Linked DNA regions of Sus scrofa: region 1 is linked to region 2. Evidence: chromatin contacts called from public Hi-C data. All regions are on one chromosome and are shown on one strand. Each heading gives the region's core, a stretch centred on a gene start, on an enhancer-like site or on the middle of the called end of the contact. The rest is flanking DNA. Distances are from core to core; before and after follow the strand shown. Region 1 has its middle 110 kb from the start of OAT. Region 2 has its middle 77 kb from the start of CPXM2.

Region 1 (3,430 bases), core at 414-2,913, 270 kb before region 2:
CAGCTGTACCTCTGATTTGACCCCTAGCCTGGGAACTTTCATACGCCATGGGTGTGGCCCTGAAAAGAAAAAAAAAGAAAAAAAAATTTAATTTGATGTTTATCTGAAATGCAAAACTCACCATGCGTCCTGCATTAGTGGTTGCCAACTCTGGCATCCTGAGAGGGGGAGGCCTTGTTCCTTGTTCCCTTTCGACTTCCGGACCCACTTGCTGTGAAGACACTGGGGTGGGCAGGGGAGAGAGAAAAAGGATTCAGACCCAGCTCCTGCCCGAGAAGAGCCTGTAGGGAGGGAGGAGACAGAGGGTCTGACCAGGGCAGTGGGCATGGGCACAGGCCGATCCAAAGGGAAGTTGTCCCCCCCCCCCAAGGGTAGATTAGCAAAGGGACACCTCCTATTGTCTCCCGTCCCGGGTCTAACGTTCACCTCTCTCCTTCCAGCCTCCCCACTTCCATCCTGTCCTGAAGGCCCGGCCTCAGCAGACTTGCTTGACCCTGTTTCCCAACCGTGGTCCTGTTGGCCCCATGCCCCACAGCTGGGCTGAACCGCTGCACTCATGAAGAAGGGGGGTGGCAGTTGCAGGTCCCTGGCAACACATGACCTTTGGTTTCCCGAAACCAAAATCCCCCAGGAGGGGGTGCCCTGGTGGTCCGGTGGGTAAAGGATCTGGTGTTATCACTGCTGTAGCTCTGGATGCTGCTATGATACACATTGGATCCCTGACCTAGGAACTTCCACAGGCTGTGGGCGTGGCCCCCAAACCATCCCCAAATCTCCCGGGAGTCTATCCTCCAGGGACAACCTGAAGTTTGTGGCATGTGGCCTCCATTCTTTCTCTGTTTCTGTCTCGCAAGAACGTAGTGAGAGCATCTCGAATAAGATGTTTAATCCTTGGCAATAAGCCCACACCCAGAGTCACGGAACCATCAGTAATCATGAGATTTATTGCATCAGTTCCTGGGTTACTGGAAAGAAGGTTTGGCTCATGGGGAAACTCAGGAAGGTGGGGCCACCGTGCCAGCCCCACCAGGCTGGAGGAGACACCAGCTTCTCCCTCCTGGCCTCTTTCCTGTGGTGGGAGAGCTGGCAGGGGTGGGCCGCTGTCTCTTTGAACATCTCAGGAGTGCCTCTCGTTTGACTGTCAGGATTTGACATGCTCCATCTTGAAGCTGAAATCTACAGGAATATCATTCGTTCTCTGAATCCAGACATGGTGGGTAATTGGGGGGAACACATTTCAACTTCAAAATGGATTATGAGCATGCAAATATTTGGAGAGCTTCATTTTGTCTTTTAACATGGATTAAAGAGGAAAGCTGGTTGCCATGGAGTGTATTTTCGTCACTTACAAACAGCCAATCAGCTGTCTGCCCATTGGACAGTGATTTGCTGGATGCCTGCTGTGGGCCTGGCTCTGTCCAGGCTGTGGGGTTGAGGCCCACAAACACTGGTGCCTCCCCGGAGGTCCCCAGCCTGGCCAAGGGGCCTCACCAGGTAGACCACAGCAGCTCGGGGCGGTTGGATCCTTCCCACAGCTCTTAGTGTGCGGTGGGGCCACCTGGAGGAAATGATTCAGCAATAGCGTTCAAGCACAGCTCGTAGCCCACGCCCTGGGCCTTCTATCTGCCCCCGCAGGAAGAGGTTAAGAAAGAGCCATCAAGAGCCTGTATTCAAATGCCTGTCCTGGCCACTTCCTGGCTGAGCGTCCTTGGGCAAGTTACTTAACCTCTCTGAGCCACTGCTGCTGCTGCTTCTCCTTCTCCTTCTTCCTCTTCCTTTTCTCCTTCTTAAAGATATTTATCTTCTTTTTTTTTTAGCCATACCCACGGCATGTGGAATTTCCTGAGCCAGCTGCCACCTGCGCCACAGTTAGAGCACTACTGTATCCTTAACCTGCTCTCTGCACAAGCATCTCCTCAACCTCAGCTTCTTTAAGAAAGCGGGGATAAGCGTCATACCTGCCTCACAAAGGCGTCGTGAGGATACAAAGAAAACTGCACACACAGCACTGCCATGCGGCTGGCACACCGCCTGCACACAGACGATTGGGGACACCTTTGCTGTCGTCGTGATTATTGACACCCCCTGCACCTGTGGGTTGAACAGGGAAGTTTCCCACGAGCAGTTGCCCTCCTGTCATCAGGCCTTGTGTCCCCAACCAGGCTGCCCAGCCGAGGCTCTCTCAGCCTGCACAGGGCTACCCTTGCGCAGACGGGAATAACACCCTCCTAGAAGGGCCTGTGCTTGCCACTCCCTGCCTGGGTGATCTGTCCCTCTCTGCCTCTGATACTTCTTTCTGCCCTTGGTGTCCCCTGGGTCAATACTCTTTTTTTTTTTCCTTCTAATTTTTAGATTATAATGATGTACAATGTTCTGTCAATTTCTGCTGAACAGCAAAGTGACCAGATATGCATATGTATACACATTCTTTTTTTCACATTATTCTCCATCGCAAGGGACTAGATAAAGCTCCCTGGGCTCTACAGCAGGATCTCATTGTTATCCACTCCAAATGCTACAGTTTGCATCTACTAACCCCAAACTCCCAGTCATCCCTCTCCCTCCCCCTTGGCAACCACAAGTCTGCTCTCCATGTCCATGGGTTTGTTTCTTTTCTCTCGATAGGTTCATTTGTACCATGTATTAGAGTCCAGATATAAGTGATATCATGTGGTATTTGTCTTTCTCTGGCTGAATTACTTCATTTAGTATGAGAGTCTCTAGTTCCATCCATGTGGCTGCCGTGGGTAAATACTCTCTATGCGGGTCCATCTCAGGAGCCACGCCATCCAGGAAGCCTTCCTGGATTTCCCCTCTTTCGTAGTGCCTGGCCAGTTCCTCCATGATTCCTCTCACCCAAGCTAATGAGTCCTGTGGTGCAGATTGTGGGTCTCCTGATCTAGTGTCCCTGCAAGTGGGCGCTCCTGCCATGCTGCCCTGGCCTGCAGCAGGGACGTGGGCATGGGTCGCACCGGGTGTGGTGCATGCCTGGACATGCCTGGGGTCTAAGGCTGGAAGAAGGAGCAGCTGTTTCCACTTGCCGGTCTCGGCCAGCTGGGTGCCCTGGGGCTGGGAGAGGTGGGGCCTAGGCCCTGGGTGCACAAGCAGTGCTCAAGGCACCAGCTAGGGTCTGGGTCTGCAGCCTCATCTGGTTGTTGGGAGGAGTGATGACTCACGATCGCAGGGCGCTTCTGGTGAATGGTCCCGTTTTGCAAACACCCCTGGCAGGACAGCTGACCAAGCACGAGGCTTCCTCCTCCAGGATGCTGCTGGTGGGCATCCCGGTGGGTGGCCTTCCCTCTCCTGCCTTGGGCTGCGCTTTCCTCCTGGCTCCAGTGGGTGGGGCTGACATTTCCCGGAACACAGCCCCAGGGGTCCTCCAGCTCATGGTTGGGGGAGGCAGGATGGATGGATAGGCAAGTTCAGGGAC
Region 2 (3,393 bases), core at 505-3,004:
GGACAAGAGGCACATGCAGGACAAGTGGGGACAGTGGTAATAACGGCGCCTGCTGTTTACTGAGCACCTGCTGAATGCCAGGCCCTGTGCCACGTGCCCCTTTGAGGGTCTGGATCCCCACCACCACCCTGGGACAGAGGCATCAGATTTATTCTGGTTCTGTCATTATACAGGAGGGGACACTGAGGCTCAGAGGGGCCAAGGACTGAGCCCCAGACCCCCGGTTCCAGGAGCAGAGCTGGTCCTTGATTTTAGGTCCTCTTTCTCCAGGGCCCGACTCTCCCCTGCCCTTCTTCCCTCTGAGCCCCTGGAATCTCTGGGTGTCTAAGGAGGCAGGTAGGGAGGGGGTGGGGCAGAGCCTCCCGTGAGGCCAGGTGTGTTCTGGACACTCTGGGCTGGAGGGGCCGACACGGGATTTGGGCACTGAGGTCAGGACCAGGTGGCATCTTGCAGGTCATTCCCCTGTGGCAGCAGCAGAACTGACTTGGACAGCGCCCCCCACTTCCCCGCACCCCATCAGTGCCCAGCCTTGCAGGGGTCTTTGGGCAGAGACTCCATCCTGGGCTCTGCCACCCTCTTACTGCCTCCTTTCCGTGGCCTGCAGCCACCGTACGGGGAAGCCAGGCCGAGTGAGTGCCAGGCCTGGGGAGGAGCCCCGCCTTTGGGGAGGTTGAGCAGGCGGGGTGGCTGTGCCAGGAGCCCGTCCATCTCACAGTCTGAGTCTTCCTCTGAGCCCGCCCCCGAGGCTGCCCCTGTGCCACCAGTTCTGAGGTCAGGACTGGGCCCTCTGGGGCCCCCAGGCCAGCAGCTCCTGCCGCTGCTGTGGGTTCGAGTCACGGCTGAGGAATGGGGCGCGGCCGCCTGCCTTCTCGGGGCTGGCCTCTGCTCTCCCAGGGCAGCTGAACATCCCAAATCAGGCCCCACGGTCGCCATGGAGAGCCTTTGTGGACTCCCACCTCCACATGAGATAATCTGGAGAACTGCCGTTTTCTGCGCTTTCAACATAATGGAATTCAGGGAAATGCCAGCAATGCTAAGCCGGCCTCCAATTCTAAGGGCAGAGCCCCGGGCAGCCTGCACGGACCTCAGGAAACGGGCAGACATCTCTGTCTGGCCTCTAATCCACTTCCCCTAAGACAGCACGTGCATCACCTGGGCTCCAGAGCTCCCACCTCCCTGCCTCTGCTCAAGCCATCGCACCACCAGCCGCGCCCCCTCCCCATTGCTTACCTGAGTCCGCTTCTGACCTCACCCCAAGGCCAAGGGCATGTGTTACCCCCACCTCCACGATGGCCTCCTGGATTCCACCTGGCCTCCCACCTCCTGGCCTGCATGAGATTTCTCTCCCGTCTGGCCTGGCATCGGTTCTTCCCCTGTGACTCTGTGGTCATGTGTGCTTGGATCTCTCTTTCAGCCAGCGAATCCTGGGGGCAACACAAGCTGTTCCTTACCCCCCTCAGATACCCAGCAGAGGAGTGGTGTTCCAGGAGGGAGGCAGAGGGCCCAGAGAGAGAACTAAACTGGGCGCTAAGCATCTGGACCACACTGAGCAAGTGATTTAACTTCCTGAGCCTCAGTTTCCCCAGCTACTGAGTGGGGTCGGGACCTGGAGGATTTCAAGGGACTCTTTCAGACGTGCTCATCCCTTTATCGCCCTTTGGAAAACGCGACACTTTCCCCAAGCTGCTGCGGTGCCCAAGGCAGTTCGGCAGAGCAAGTGTGTGGGGAAAGGGCTGGGACGGGAGTAGCAGACCCCTCCCCACCCTTGTGGGATTCCAGGATGGGAGCCCTGGGAGCCAGAGGCACTGGACCGTAGCTCTGCGCTGCCCCCGTGTGGCCAATTTTGGCACTGCAGCCAGGAGGCCTTTCTCAGCCAACCTGGCAGATGCCCATCACTAACCTGGAGGGTCTGCTCGATCCCCCACTGTCTTCCTGCTCACCTCTCCCCTGGGCCAGGGAACTCCCAGGGACCAAGAGTAACCCAGGAAGAGGTCACCCAAAGGTGGAGGGACCAAGGTCTCAGCTCAGCCAATCAGGAGGTGCTGTTCTGAAGGTGCCGTTATATGAAGAGAAGGGTGAAGCTTCTTGGTCTCCAGGCTCTTCCTACCCCACCCACCCTCTGCCTTACATCAGCTGAGCAGCCTGCAGGCCAGGCAGGATCAAGGCCCTAGTGCCCGCAGGGAAAGGGAGGCTGGGAGCCAGCCTGACTCCCCTCCAGAGCTCCTTCCACTCCATCTGGAGCTGCCAGAACACAGCTCCTAAGGGGCTGAGCTGAGACACTTCCTATGGGGCTGGCAGTGGTCAGACACCCCCTCAGCCCCTCCCCATGTTTGTCCTCCCCACGTGAATGCCTCTCCTTCTCAACTCTGGCCCCCATCCCCCACCCAACGCCCTGTCCTAGGCCAATCTGACCTTTTGGTCTCAGGTACCCTCCTAGGACTGTGCACAGCTCAAGAGGGCCCGGGGAGTCATCACCCACCCCGGTGGGACCTCCGAGCTGGAAGCTTTGGTGATGGGGGAAGCTGAGCTTTCAGCTTCTACCTGCAGACCCACGGAGCTCCAGCCTCGCCCGTCCTTATCCTGCGTTCATCCCCTCCTCTCCTGCAAAATGGTCGTCCCGGCTCCAGGCACCACCCTCATAAGCCATTCTCTGTGGCCTCTTAGCCCCACCCAGGCAGGCTCTGCTACCCCGGTCCTTGGGCCGATTCCTTCCTAGATGTGGGGGAGGAGCTCAGGGGTCCAGGGGCTGCCAGGCTCCTGCCTCCCCCACTTTCCCAGGTGCTAATGGACACCTGTCCTGCCTTAGTGTCAGCAAGCTGAGGTGGCTGCTACTGTGCAGCTCTGGGAAGGTCCACGGTCTGGATGACAAGCCAAGCTTAGCTTAACCCAAATACAGCCCCGTGCTCACCTGGCCAGGTCATTCAAAGAAACCCTGTCTAACAGTCAAAGAAAGTGATGCCACTTTGTAAGCATCTACACGTTTAAAGGATCTAACTTGTAACCCCCAGCTCTCTCTCCCCTCCCGCTTTCCTTCTTTCTCTCTCTTTCCTTCTCTCTCCCTCTCTCTTCATCCCAGCTGCTCCCAGGGGGCTCCTCCCCTGAGGGCCAGGGCTGCCCCTTCAGGAACACGTGACCCTCTCGTCCTCTGCACTGGCTGAGAGGTGATCCTGTCCAGTCTGCCCACTTTTCAGTGACTAGAGTCCGTCGTGCGCCGGGGGACAGGCAGTCTGCCACATGCTGGACCTTAAACTGATGTCGAGGAGCTCTCGCCATGTCCGAGGGCTCCCCAGAACCCCCACTGGGCTCCAGCCTGGCCCTTCTTACTCAGTCTCCCATCTCTCAGTCTCTTTTGGATTTTCTGCCTCCTGACACCCGCACTGCATTCTGTGAAAT

Evidence for each region. Hi-C and Micro-C count contacts between places; a contact is called where the count stands out from the background.
Region 1: a Hi-C map of retroperitoneal adipose tissue shows a contact between it and region 2, with 2.6 times the contacts expected there. The contact joins two enhancer-like sites. A contact is called at or near these places in 1 of 5 promoter capture datasets (liver), 11 of 47 Hi-C or Micro-C datasets (embryonic fibroblasts, epiblast stem cells, fetal skeletal muscle and 6 more) and 2 of 2 datasets of contacts at active chromatin or transcription factors (alveolar macrophages and skeletal muscle).

The regions. Positions count from the first base shown.
Region 1 is chr14:133,717,659-133,721,088 of Sscrofa11.1, reverse strand. No RefSeq gene overlaps it. Among named protein-coding and RNA genes, the nearest start is that of OAT, 110 kb to the left of the region's middle. Within about 2 kb of position 1,663, at least 13 of the 83 cell types and tissues checked have an H3K27ac peak or open chromatin away from gene starts, as enhancers often do. A contact at or near this core is called in omental adipose tissue and retroperitoneal adipose tissue, where this site is marked.
Region 2 is chr14:133,451,237-133,454,629 of Sscrofa11.1, reverse strand. No RefSeq gene overlaps it. Among named protein-coding and RNA genes, the nearest start is that of CPXM2, 77 kb to the right of the region's middle. Within about 2 kb of position 1,754, at least 10 of the 83 cell types and tissues checked have an H3K27ac peak or open chromatin away from gene starts, as enhancers often do. A contact at or near this core is called in omental adipose tissue and retroperitoneal adipose tissue, where this site is marked.